Regions from separate parts of the Mus musculus genome. Here region 2 is linked to region 1. The links are chromatin contacts, called in public HiChIP or PLAC-seq maps. All regions are on one chromosome and are shown on one strand. The core of a region is the stretch at or near the end of the contact, and the rest is flanking DNA. Distances in the headings are between cores, read along the strand shown. Region 1 has its middle 140 kb from the start of Fam174a. Region 2 has its middle 32 kb from the start of 4930598F16Rik.

Evidence for each region. HiChIP or PLAC-seq counts read pairs in DNA pulled down with a chosen protein or histone mark.
Region 2: an H3K27ac HiChIP or PLAC-seq map of the HPC-7 cell line shows a contact between it and region 1, with 9 times the contacts expected there. The contact joins two enhancer-like sites. A contact is called at or near these places in 1 of 484 Hi-C or Micro-C datasets (the HPC-7 cell line) and 3 of 115 datasets of contacts at active chromatin or transcription factors (the HPC-7 cell line, large pre-B cells and neural progenitor cells).

What each region holds. Positions count from the first base shown.
Region 1 is chr1:95,449,265-95,456,352 of GRCm38.p6, reverse strand. No RefSeq gene overlaps it. Among named protein-coding and RNA genes, the nearest start is that of Fam174a, 140 kb to the right of the region's middle. Within about 2 kb of position 5,347, at least 117 of the 459 cell types and tissues checked have an H3K27ac peak or open chromatin away from gene starts, as enhancers often do. A contact at or near this core is called in the HPC-7 cell line, where this site is marked.
Region 2 is chr1:95,745,121-95,751,566 of GRCm38.p6, reverse strand. No RefSeq gene overlaps it. Among named protein-coding and RNA genes, the nearest start is that of 4930598F16Rik, 32 kb to the right of the region's middle. Within about 2 kb of position 2,421, at least 10 of the 459 cell types and tissues checked have an H3K27ac peak or open chromatin away from gene starts, as enhancers often do. A contact at or near this core is called in the HPC-7 cell line, where this site is marked.

The DNA.
Region 1 (7,088 bases), core at 4,098-6,597:
ATTTATACAAGTTACAAAAGGAATAAACATTTAATAACAAAATTTAAGCAAGGCATCAAAGTACCTTGGCAATGAAAATGACAGAACACTATTGAAATAAATTGCCCAAGACACAAAGGAAAACAAAGATATACCTTGCTCATGAATCAGAATAATTCCAAACAAATAGACTACTCAAAGAAATCTGGAAAGCCAATGCAATTCATCACAATACTGAACTTTCACAGTAGAACACTGAATCAAAACTCATCAAAGATCTAATGTGAAACCTGAAATGCTGAATCTGCTGCAGGAAAACAGAGTCAGGACCAATCACACCTGTAGGACAGGACTTACTGAATAGAACTTGATATGTCCCCAAATTACCGCCAACAATAAACAAGAGGACATCACAAAACTAAAAAGCTTCTGTGAAGCAAAAGAAACAGTCAAATGGATGAAAAGGAAGGCCGGAAAATGGGAGAGAATGTTTGTCTGCTATACAACTGACAAAAACTCAATATCCAGAATTATGCAAAGAACTCAAAAACGAAGAGTCAGAAAAAAAAAAAGTCTCATTAGTAGAGAACAACTAAAAGTATATCAAAAATGTTCATCACTAGCAATTAGGGAAATGGAAAACAAAACAATTTTGAGACTTAAACCTCCCTTAGAACGGCCACGATCAATGGAACAATAGAACAATAGACAACAAATGCTGGAAGGGACATGGTAAGTTAAAGCAACAGATGTGCTCCTCCTTCTCTCTCTCTCTCTCTCACACACACACACTTGCACATACACGCACACACACGCACGCACGCACACACACACACACACACACACACACACACACGCATGCACGCACGCATGCACGCACATGTGACACAAATAGAGGCACATGCGCAAGTACGCATGTGCACATACACAAACTCCATGCACACACACCAATCTGTCTTCAGATCTTGGGCTCAGGATGAGAGACCAGGAGACCAGGGATGCTGTTGGGCTTCACTTCTAAAGAAAAAAATCTAAAGATAGTAGCAAATGCATCAGGGAAAACAAAATGCTCATGTCAAATATCTTGGTTAGTGAAAAGAGTGAATCAATACCACTCCCAATGAATCTGCAAAACAGAGTTCTAATGTCAGTGTAAATGCAAAATAAATAAGTTTCTGCTACTGAACAAAGAAACAGAAATAATGTACTCCTAATGGCTATGCCAAAGTTTTATTGAGACAATCAGGTCACAGGGTTGCCCCTCCTCTTTCTCTAATGTGTCATGTATGAATTCCTAGGTTTATGTTGTTTTATTCATTTATAATTCACTAACCAATTAACTGATACACATTTACTGACTATTGATACAATGTCTCATGGTCTCCTGGGACAGGTGAAAGTTCTGCACACACCAGAGTCTGAATTAAATCTAACATAGTTCTTCTCACACAGTCTCCCTACTTGATCTCTTTACCTATGATTTTCCTTTACTCTACTCAGGGTTATTATGTTTCTAATTATATAACATTTATATAAAGTTATACAATACTATATATTATAAAATTGTATTATATAGTGATAATTTGATAATTATGGGAATGGTCACCTACTATAGAAGCAAGTTAATATCACTATAAATCACACCCTATAATGTCTAGTGACAAAATACTTAGGATTTGCTATACACAATTTTTTTTTTCTGTGCACTCACCTAAATCAAGTGATTCCCAATTCCTTTGACAACAAACGTTCATCTTTTGTTTTTGCTCTTATGTCCTAAAGCAGTACCTTCCTGTGTTTGTTGAAACTAAGTGAACTGAATTGAAATGTTTAAAACACCCATTCCAAACTTGTTCTACTCAAACTGTAAGCTATCTGGAAACTTACTAAGAATTCCATTTGGGATTTCTTGTTTCTGGCTCCGGCTCTTTGAATGCATTCCAGAAAAATCCTCTTTAACTTGTATACAGAAGCTTGAAACAAGAACAGAGGTTTAAATATAGAAAACAATAGCCCTTTGGATTTGGTTTCCTGAATTCTTTTAATAGTTTCAAGTGAAAGAAGATCTTGACAGCAGGGTTCCCAATACAATGGTGTTTGGCCAAACAAAATGAACATATAAATCACAAATTTATAATCGCAGAAATGCTATTGATTTGGATAAACTATGGCTTTTAAACTTAATTTTTGTTCACAATATATGAGTTAGCAAATAGCAAATCTAAAGATATTTACAAGCTAAATAATTGTTCTGATCTTCCAGGATGGTTATCAATACCCACCATCAATTTGTTTAGGAATAGAAAAATAATCTTTAAAAATTACCTTGACAAATAAAACTTCTGTTCTGACAAGTTATCTAGATCTGTAATTGACATAATGGCAGGAGTGGATAACCACAGAGAACCTGGAACTGCCACAGGGGTAATGACATTGTCATGGGATGAGAATTCATCCTCCAAGTTGTATGTCATTCTCAAAATTATGTCTCACCACCAGGCCAAATTAAGAGATTGTTAAGAACTAAGTATGTCAAAGCAAGGCAAAAGAAATCTATGCATTCATTTTTTGCAAATGTTATTGCTACTACACGTAAGCATGCATAAGATATATCCTTAAGGTTATATACTAATAAATGTATATGTTATCAAAGTGATTCATATTGTAATAAAACAGAAAAACAAGATTTGCGACATCTGCTTTTTACAGCTCTAGACTTTAAAAAGCAAAACCTGTCTTCGCAGCTGGAATCTGCAATCAGGACACTTGGAAACCTTAAGCAGGAGGTCACTGCAAGTGTCAGCCCAGCAGAGCATTGTAGAGAGATTGAGATGGGGAGGGTGGAGTGTATGGGGAGTAGACAAAGAGAACTAGAAAGTATTAAATAAACAGTAAGCATAAAATTATAGATGTTTCTGAACATGTAAAGTACTTGTAACAAGGAGACTTGAGTTATTAAATTTCAAAGACAAACATGAGTGAATCAAGCAAAATGCAAAAATATTATTTTATTTTGCTTTTTGGAAGTATTATTCTCACATGTATTCTCATATGCAGAAGTAAAACAATGAATTCTCCAAGGACCTAAGGAAACAGACAAGGCATTTTTCCAAAACTAAGTCCTTAGGACTGTTATTATATAGGGTGGCCTTGGACTTCAGATTTTCCTGGGTCATCTCACCTTGTACATGCCTTGGCTTCCATTTTAATAGTTTACTTCCTGAAGACTGAACATTTTGTGTCTCAACTTCCTTAAAATATATTCTTAATACCAAATATTCATGGCAGTACAATATTAATCATCAGAACAGACCCATATATTTTAAATTAAAGAAATAATAAGACAGATATTGAATTAGGATAATTTGTCTAAAGCAACTGCAACTATAATAAGTAAAGGTTCCTTTTGCTTTTATTTATGTATTTTTTTAGACTTTCATATGTGAATATGGTATTTAAACCATTTCTATCCCTCTCTCTCCCCAACATCTCCTCCTTTATCTGCCTTGCTTCTGTGTCTTAAATTCCTGGTCTCTTATTCTTTAACTATTATATTTGAAATACACACACACACACTACATGTGTGTCAATTTGCACATACATTTCTATTTATATGAATTTATAAATATAACACATTGAGTATCTTTAGTGTTGCTTATAGATACAGATACAGATATAGATAGATGTAGGATAGATGTAGATATAGTGTGTGTGTGCGTGTGTGTGTGTGTGTGTGTTTGTGTGTCTTTAGAAATGACCACTTGGGATTAGGTAATCTATTGCAGAGAAGTTTGTCTCCAGAGAGGATGTAGTCTCCCTCCATCAGCAGCCATTAATTTCTTGTAGCTCTTCATTTAATGGTGTGGTCTTGTGAGATTTCCCTCTTCTATGTTTGAATGCTAGCTAGGATTATTATTTTTTTCAGGTCTTAGCAAATGCAATGTCAACACATTAGTAAGACACATATTATCAAGCTGGCTTAGGTAATAATAAATAACATTGTATGAACTTTGGTGACTCCAAGAAACAGATGATAAAACAAATCGTTTATCACAATTGATAGAACTTTTGAAGTGTTATAGGAAAGATGAAAAGGAAAAAGAACAGATCTATCTATCTATCTATCTATCTATCTATTAATCACATGAATTAAAAACAAAAACCTAAAGGATTGACAACTGGTCGACCTCATATTTATGTATTTATGTATTTATTTATTTATGTATTTATGTATTTATGTATGTATGTATGTATGTATGTATGTATTTATTTATTTATTTATTTATTTATTTATTTATTTATTTATTTTCGTTTTTCGAGACAGGGTTTCTCTATAGACCAGGCTGGCCTCGAACTCAGAAGTCCGCCTGCCTCTGCCTCTGCCTCTGGAGTGCTGGAATTACAGCTACCACTGCCCGGCGACCTATTATTATAAGTATTTATATAGAACAATTAAGAACAAAGTAGCATTTCTTGCTTTGTTGCTGATTTCTAAAAACATATAATAGTTTTAGCTTTATCATTTACTTCAAACATTAATTTGTTAATTTACTTACTCCTTATGCAAATACATTTAGAGTATGTACTGAGTGCATAATATACAGATCTGCTCACAATGCTGGCAAATTGAACAAGAAAACAGGAAAATTTAAAACTTACTGCAGCTTGTAAGTTAGTATTCCAATAGAATTAACTTAGGTTAAGTTAGAAAAAATGGTTATGATCATGTAACAGTGAACTATGACCATGAATTAGGTACCCAAAGACTGAATTGTTATAATGTTACTTCAGTGAAATTTGCATCTAGAAATAATATGTTATAGCAAGAGGACAAATATTTCATCTATGTACACAATGGTTCCTATGGTTTGCCATCATATTTCAGGTGGGGCAGGTAAGTTTGCGTTCATAAATCGTCTCAGCATTTTCCATAGAAAACATTTCAGGAAAGCTTGTGTAGGAATATTAGAATTTGATTTTTAACTCCTAATAATACGATATAATTTGTAAATTAATCACCTTCCCTTTGTCTATAAAGTTCACCTTAACACTGGAGTGACAAGAAAACCACCTGAGGGACAGTGGTCAGCACTACGCGTGAGAAGGCACAGGAGCATTTCCTCGCACAGTTTTGCATGCAGTAACACTCTGATGTTGCTTTCTCAGTTGTGGGCAGGATGTGTACTAGTAAATGGCCACAAGGAACATGATCATTTGAGTGTAAGCCTTTACAGTGTTTTCCACAGATAAACATTTTAAAAACTGATGAAAGAGGAAGGAAATTGGGTAACAGTTTGCTCTTTAAAAGCCATCAGCTTTGAATAGTTATTATCCCCAAGAAGAGGAAATTGCATCTGTGTAGCTGAAACTGAACTAATTCTGTTTACTTCCTGCTTCTGGCCTTTCTGAAGCAGAGAGGAGAAAATCTTTTCAGTGCCCTTCTCGGATGTCCACAAGCTAGAATTGTGTTTAAGTTTCAAAACAACAGCAACAACACCAAAAACCACTGGCCACACAACTAATTAAATCTGCATAGATACCATATACTTGGAGACTATAGCTTACAAAAAAGCCTATAGGCATACAAAGAATCAGGTGTATGCGGAAGCATATATGCATGAAGAGATAAGCCCAACTTTGAAAAACTCTGATAAATACTGCAGAAGAAATGCTCATCATCTATGATGAGTCTAAAGTACAAAGTATATTCACTCCTCCCACAGTTGAGCTACACAAACACATATTATCCTTAATAATGATTCAAAATGCAGGCTATTATATCTATTTTAAGTTGGCGAATCTGAATTCCAAAATGTCCTCAATGTCTCTTGCTTCAGAGAATACAAATAGTATTAATCAGAGAGTCAGAGACATGGTTTAGACCTCTCAAATTCCAAAAGCAGTGATTTTCACACATAGATAAACTACTTGCTTCAGTTTGGACAGAATTTCATCGCGATTAGCCTGTACAGTCTCAACCTTTGTGAGCAGTCCTTCATTGAGAGAAGAAAAATGTTAAAGAGTATATTTTTTATGTTGCTATTCCCTTTCTTCTGGTAGTCTTTGTTTTTATTTTTTTTAGCTACAATGATTCATGAATATAGAACATTTTGATTGGAGTACAAAAGGTCATTGATCTTTTTCTAATATCCTATCAGTACTGATATCAAAGAGAATGTGAGTCCATGACACTGAAGCCTACTGGGCAAGTGTCCTGGTTTGTATTCACCACGTATCTGGCTCTCTTCAAACTCGTTAGAAAGTCCATGTCAGAAAGATGCTATTGGTTCCATATGTGTGGAATTTATATTATCAATTCTTCTTCATGATGTGTAATTTAAATTGTTATACTGTGGTCAAAGAAGAAGTAAGCCTTAAGTTTTAGTTTATGTGAAACTACAAATTAAATGGGCTATTGGAAAGAGGAAGGCAACTTCCTTCCACAAAGACATTACTGATTTGCTTGTATCTGCTAATTGTAAACTACAATCCATGCTGTGTGTCATTTTGAAATTTTCTAGTATGGTTGCTTATAAAGTTAGAGTTTGTTGCTCTTAGTATTGTATACTAATTCTATGATCTATTAAAACATATTTGATACCTTCAACAATTATGAAAGATCTTCAATAAACATATAGTGCCTTTTTAAAAAATAGAAAACAATGTTGGCACACAGGAGATCACTTTGTTTGATATTGGGCCAGCCCCTCTGCACTTATTTAAATACACTTTGGAAAAATTGTATTTAACTTCATATGAGTGCAAAACACAGTGATTTCAAGTCAGAGTACTGTGTTGTTCAACACAGGCACTACATAAATCTGCTCAACAACATAAGCACGGTGCCTCAGAGCACTCTCGCGAATTAAATCGCCTGTTTCCTGGAGAGAGGAAAGTAAAGAACAAAATTAATAGTACAGCAACTGTATCTCAATGGGGAACTACCCTCCAGCCTGAGCCATTGCAGCAGAGAAGTTAAGGATGCTGATTTTAGTGAGTGTGTTTGCAGAAATGCCTGTGAACTCTCCAGAGTGGGGGAGAGCTGATTTTCTAGCATGTTTCTAATTAGCCTACGTAAGAGAAATGTAAGTCATGTAAAAAGCTAATTA
Region 2 (6,446 bases), core at 1,172-3,671, 300 kb before region 1:
GAGCAGGGTAGTGGGAGGGTACAGGGGACTTTCGGGATAGCATTTGAAATGTAAATGAAGAAAATAGCTAATAAAAAATGTTTAAAAAAAAAAAACACACACACACAAACAGAAGGTAAACTAGCTGGGTGGGACCCTGTCCTGAAATTACCATTTCTATCACAGCTGTGCCAGTCCCTTGCTGTCTTGAAGTCAGGAATCTGCCTGCCTTTGTATTCTGACTAACTGCTTCATAGTCTAGCTACCTCCATTCCCTTATATTCCTGAAGGTCCCAGCATTCATCATTTTGCTGAAACATTAGCCCTACTTTCACCTCCTGGACTCATGCTGTCTGATTGCATGGAGTCATTAATGTTAACCAGGAGAACATTCCTTGAAGAAGAAATATAAAACATGTACATTATTATGCAAACAAGCCTTATGCCCTAGGCAGCTAATATACTTGCCAATATATTAATACAATACTATTTTATCCTTTTGTCAAAAACAGATTCTTTTCTTATCCTGATTATGGTTTTTCCCTCTAACTATTTCTCCCTGTTCCTCTCTCACCTCAGTTCTTATACATTGTTCCCATCACTCATTAGAACAGAACAGATTTTTAAGAGACAATAATAAAATATAATGAAATAAAACAAAAACTATAACAGTGGAGTCAGACAAAGCAAATCAATAGAAGGTAAAGAGTCCAAGAGAAGAAATAAAAATCAGAGACACACTTGTTCACACACTCAGGAATCCCATAAAAACAGAAAACTGTAAGGCATAATATATATCCAAGGACTAGGCCTTGTGTGTGCTGCTTCAGTTTCTTTGGAGTCATATGAGCTTTGCTGTTGTTGATTTAGACTCTAAATTTTAGAGTATCTTGTTTTCTTGCTGTCCTACATCCCTGTCTTAGTCAGGATTTCTATTCCTGGACAAAACATCATGACCAAGAAGCAAGTTGGGGAGAAAAGGGTTTATTCAGCTTACACTTCTATAAAGCTGTTCATCAACAAAGGAAGTCAGGACTGGAGCTCAAACAGGTCAGAAAGCAGGAGCTGATGCAGAGGCCATGGAGGGATGTTCCTTACTGGCTGGCTTCCCCTGCCTTGCTCAGCCTGCTCTCTTTTAGAACCAAGACTACCAGCCCAGAGATGGCACCACCCACAAGGGGACCTTCCCCGCTTGATCACTAATTGAGAAAATGCCTTGCAGCTGGATCTTATGGAGGCATTTCCTCAACTGAAGTTCCTTTCTCTGTGATAACTCCAGCCTGTGTCAAGTTGACACAAAACTAGCCAGTACAATTCCCACTGACTCTTTCATTCCTTCTGCCTCCTCTTCTGCAGGATTCCCTGAGCTCTGAAACACCCTGTTGACCTCTGAGTTTATAAAGTGTCTCACTCTGCATAGTGTATTTACAACTCTTCCTTTCTGCTGTAGGAGAAGGCAGTCTGTGAATATTGTAGTATTCCATTAGCAATCATTTTATCACTACTTGTCTTTAAGATTAGTTGTATTTGGTTTTTCCCTAGGGCCTTGGGTTATCTAGTCTCTTGTTTTAAGCAATCCAAGTTGTATAGAGTAAGGCTTCCATCTCATGGAGTGAACTTTAATTCAAATTTGATAGTGGTTGGTTACTGTCACCAGCATTGTACCACCATTGTACTAGTATATCTTGCAGGCAGTATAGATTGTAGATCAAAGAGTTTGTGACTGTTGTTTACACTTCTCTTTTAGTAGGCTAAGAGTACTTCTCTGTAAACAATATGGTAGAAGTTAACAGAAGAGAATTGGGGCAATATCCTTAAACTCATTAGCACAGTCAAAGACTTTCTGAACAGACCCATTAGTACAGGCACTAAGATCAACAATTAATTCCTGGGACTGTTTGAAACTGAGGTCCTTCTGCATGACAGAGAACATCATCATTAGAACAGAGCAGTCCACACAACTGGAAAAATATTTTTATCAGCTAGACATCCAATAGAAGGCTAATATCAAAGATATATAAAGAACTTGGGAAAGAAGATATCATCAAAAAACATATAATCTAATTTTAAAATGGGGTACAGATCTAAACAGAGAATTCTCAATAGATGAAATTCAAATGCCTGAGAAACAATTAAAGAAATGCTCAACATCCTTAGCTATCAGGAAAATTAAAATCAAAATTGCTGAAGGAAGACTCCAGACACAGATAGTATGCCAGAACAAAGAGCGTTTATTCTGCAGAAACAATCAGAATGCAGGGATCAACCAATATTTGAAATGGCAACCCCAGAGAAAGGCATGCAGGCCTTCTTATCGGGAACTGGGGGAACTCTCTAGAAGGATTGGGTAATCTAAAATTTCATTGCTGGGGGCTAGGTAGTCTCAGGTGGTCAGTAGTCTGCATTCCTCTGTCTTGAATGATTAACAATAGTATAAGATAAGGCTGCATTCTGGGATAAGCTACTTCCCCATTTTTGTGGTTATCCCCAGGCTGTTCTTTGGGAGGGGATTTTATGACCTTGTTTCTAGATTTTATGGTCTGTTCCTGGAGCTTGTGCCTTATGGTCTAGTTCCTAGAACTTATGGTCCTTCTTTTTGAAATCAGGCCTAGTCCCTAGATGGAGATAATACTTTATACTTTTGATACTTATCAAAATGGCTAAAATAAAGAAAACAAGTCACAACTCATGTAGGTGAGGGTATGGAGTAAGAGGCACACTCATCCTTTTCTGGTGGGAGTGCAAACTTGTACAGCCACTATGGAAATCAGTGTGGCCATTCCACAGGAAGATGAGAGTTGATCTACTTTAACAGCTAGCCCTGCAATTCTTCTGCATGTATCAAAAGAAAATGCTTTATTCTACCACAAGGACACTTGTCCAACCATGTCCATTTCAACATTATTTGCAATATGAAAACAACTTAGATGTCCCTCAACCAAAGTATGGATACTGAAAATATAGTACATTTACACAATAGAGTGCTACTCAGCCATCATGAACTTTTTAGGTAAATGGATAGAACTAGTAAAAAATTATCCATAGTGAGGTATCCTAAACCCAGAAAGACAAATATGGTGTGCATTAATTTATATGTGGATACTGTTAACTCAGTGATAACCAAGTGGCAATCCATAGAACTATGTGGGATGGGTATACAGTAAGGGACTATAGGATACAGAGAGATCTTGTTAGGGAAGGGAAATAGAATGGATAATTAAAGGATGGGTGGGGGAGGGTCTGGAACAGTTGATCAAATACTTTCACTACATAATTTTAGAAGCACTTTCTATTGTTTAATATTCTTTATTCATGAAGTTAGTGTATTTCTGTTCACAATAATTATCTGTATTTTCTGGATACAGAATCCTGGATTTATAGCTGTTTATCTTTTAGCATTTATGAATTATAGTGCATTTTCTTTTGTTCTCCATAATTTTTTATGACAAATCCATTTTCATTAAATTTGTTTTTCCTTGTATGTAGAATCCCCTCCCCCCACACAGCAGGCATGCACACATACACACTCACACACACACACACACACACACAAACACACACACACACAAACACACACACACACATACAAACAAAATAAATTTATAACTACTGATACCATTAAATCCCTTTTGTGTTTAGAATTCAAAACTTAACTTTTCAATGTCTTCACCCAGATTTATTTGGGTTTATATATTGATTTCATTGTATTCCATCTAAATGTTTATGTTATCCAAATTGGGTTTCAGTCATTTTTTCCTTTAACTTAACTATATATCTTCTAGTTTGCTTTCAAGAAAGCTAGATACTGGATTCAAGTTTCACCCATGTCTAAAACTGTTCAAGTCCACATCCCTATCCTCACATATACCTAATTAGAAATAAACACAATAAAATAAGGCGGAAATAAAAGGATATTCTCCTAGTATGTTTTGGGCTCAGTGTTTTTAAGCCATTATTTCAAACAAGAATTGTCTAACCAAAACTTTTGCAAAGCTTATACTTTATTCTATACTTTATACTTCCCTTCCCCCACTCTTTAACTAGATTTCTGTTGGTTCTGTTTCTTAGTATTAGTCATCTCTGGGTTGTTGCAACATTCACTTGACATTTTATCTTTTCTATCACCTGTCTAATCAGTTTCCGGAATTAGAGAAACTCTTATTAAAACACCACGGGTGACATTTGGCTGCTTGGCTGAAAATTGATACATTCTTCTCTGAATTTTCTCCATGACATTTTTGAACAAATAAAGATTAAGACACCCATTTACTGTCTTTCTGTTCTTCCCAAAATATGAAACTTCTGAAATGAGAACCATGATTAATTTTTTTGGTGAGTCTATTTCCTATTATCTAATACATATTTTTATGTCTCTCATGAGTATTTTTAATCCTTCAAAATGACAACCATATAATAGTTTTTTCTGTTCATAAGAAAGGATCTATCTGGAGTTCATTACTGTCTTTAGTATTTTCTCAGTTAACAGACTTCAATCCATTTAGATGAGCAGAAAATTGAAGGAGCAAACAGAGTTTCTACATGATCTAAATTTTATAAATGTACTATATTTTCTGACAGCTAATTAACCAACATTCATATCTAATTATTGATTAAACTTCATATATTATCTTTAGATTCACTCCATGTGCTATAAAATTTTGTTTATAAAACAGTCATCAACAAAATATAACATCTATGTCTACTATTACAATATACCTTCTCCCTATTTATTATCCCCTTCTTTCCACTTAACTCTCAGATAGATAGTTGTCTATCTATATCGTTTTTCTCAGCAGGTCAGATTGTTGGAGTGACACAGGAGTGAGCCCTTTCAGCTTCTTCACATTCATATAACAGTGTATATTTACATTTCCTCTGTGGCACTTACTTCTTGAAGAACTATTTGTTTCCAATTCTTCTTATTATTCCTTAATTAACCTCAAGAAAAATAAATAAGATTGTTTACATTAAAGCTATTTCAATGGTGGTATGAATGTTATAAAGATAGCTAGCTACATTCTGGTTCCATTTAAGGTTTGCTAATCTAGGTCTAGTTCTCCTGGCGTTTAGCCTCTCTATGATCTAACCAAGGCCTAGGATATTTCAGCTTCTGAGACTTGCTGCTGAATAAGCTTATCCTTTCTTATTCTTGCTGAATGCTGACTCTGTAAAGCTGTCCCTGTAAAAACAATTATCAATCCCACAAAATTTTCAATCTAACTGTCCTTATGAAGATCCATTGATGAGATGATCCTTCATAACTGCAGGCCTGACCATCAGTCTTTCAGCACATAGCCATTTCAGCATCTAAGTTTTCCAGCCTGCCAGTCTTATGAATGATCTGTTCTTTTCAGCCAGTTTCTTGAGCTGTTCTCATGCAGGAGAGATCAGCTTTTTGTATCATTTGGGTTGATGTCTTTCAGCATCTCTTCTATCCTTGAGTCTCTCCTTTCATGTGGAAGCTTCTATTACTTGAATCCTATCTTTATCAATTTTGATGGAACCCATAGTCTGTTATCACTGTGATTTGCTATCTTTGAGGCTCATGCACCATTCCTTTCTCCAGGTTAAAGACTCCAGATGCTTTGGGGTTTCTCCAGTATCTCTGGCTGTCCAGCTGAACTCCAAAAATTGATGCTTCCTCTGGAGACAATCCAAGGTGAGTCTAGTCTGCACTTTCTGTCATATGTGTCCTGTCCTGTGCAATGTTTCTGCAATACATATTTATGGATATAAAGATGTGTGTGTGTTTTGTTATGTGTATTTGCTTTTCCCAGCATTCATATGAAGATAGATAATGACTCCACAGAGAAAAAAAATCACCAGCTCTTAGCTCAAATTAACATTAATTTTTGTTCAATGGTGTTTAATATATATTATATAATGTGCTTTCACTGACTAGTAGAAGTAAGCACATGATGAGAGAACCGAATACTTTCAAGTCTTTCACAACATTAATGTAACATTTTAATAAAAAGAAATGATATTTCCTGTAAAATAATAAAAGAAAATAATATTAGTACAAAGTTTAACCAAAGATCTACACGTTTTGAAATTTGTTTTTCTTTTTATTTTAATATGTGCTATCTCTTTAAGGAGAATATAATCTAATACAGAGATCTTTTTGAGACCCAAAATTATTTTTCTTGTATCTATTTATGAATACATACTCAGATCCGCTGTAAATGTTACTTTTATTTCCTCAGATGAAGTGATAAGATGAGACCTGTACCCAAGCTGTACTAATACATGGCTTGAGATGAGCCCAGAACATTTCTTTCTGTTTTCTATCTGTCCCTCAGCCTAGGCCTGGAAGCTTCTACCCTCCATACAATCTAATCTTTGAAGATGACTGATTCAATCTGGCTTCTCTTGGCTTCACACTGACTTACTATGCTTGACCTCATACCAATGTTGGCAATGCATTCTAATCTTCTGGTTCCTTCTCTCTCTCTGGTTTGTTCTGT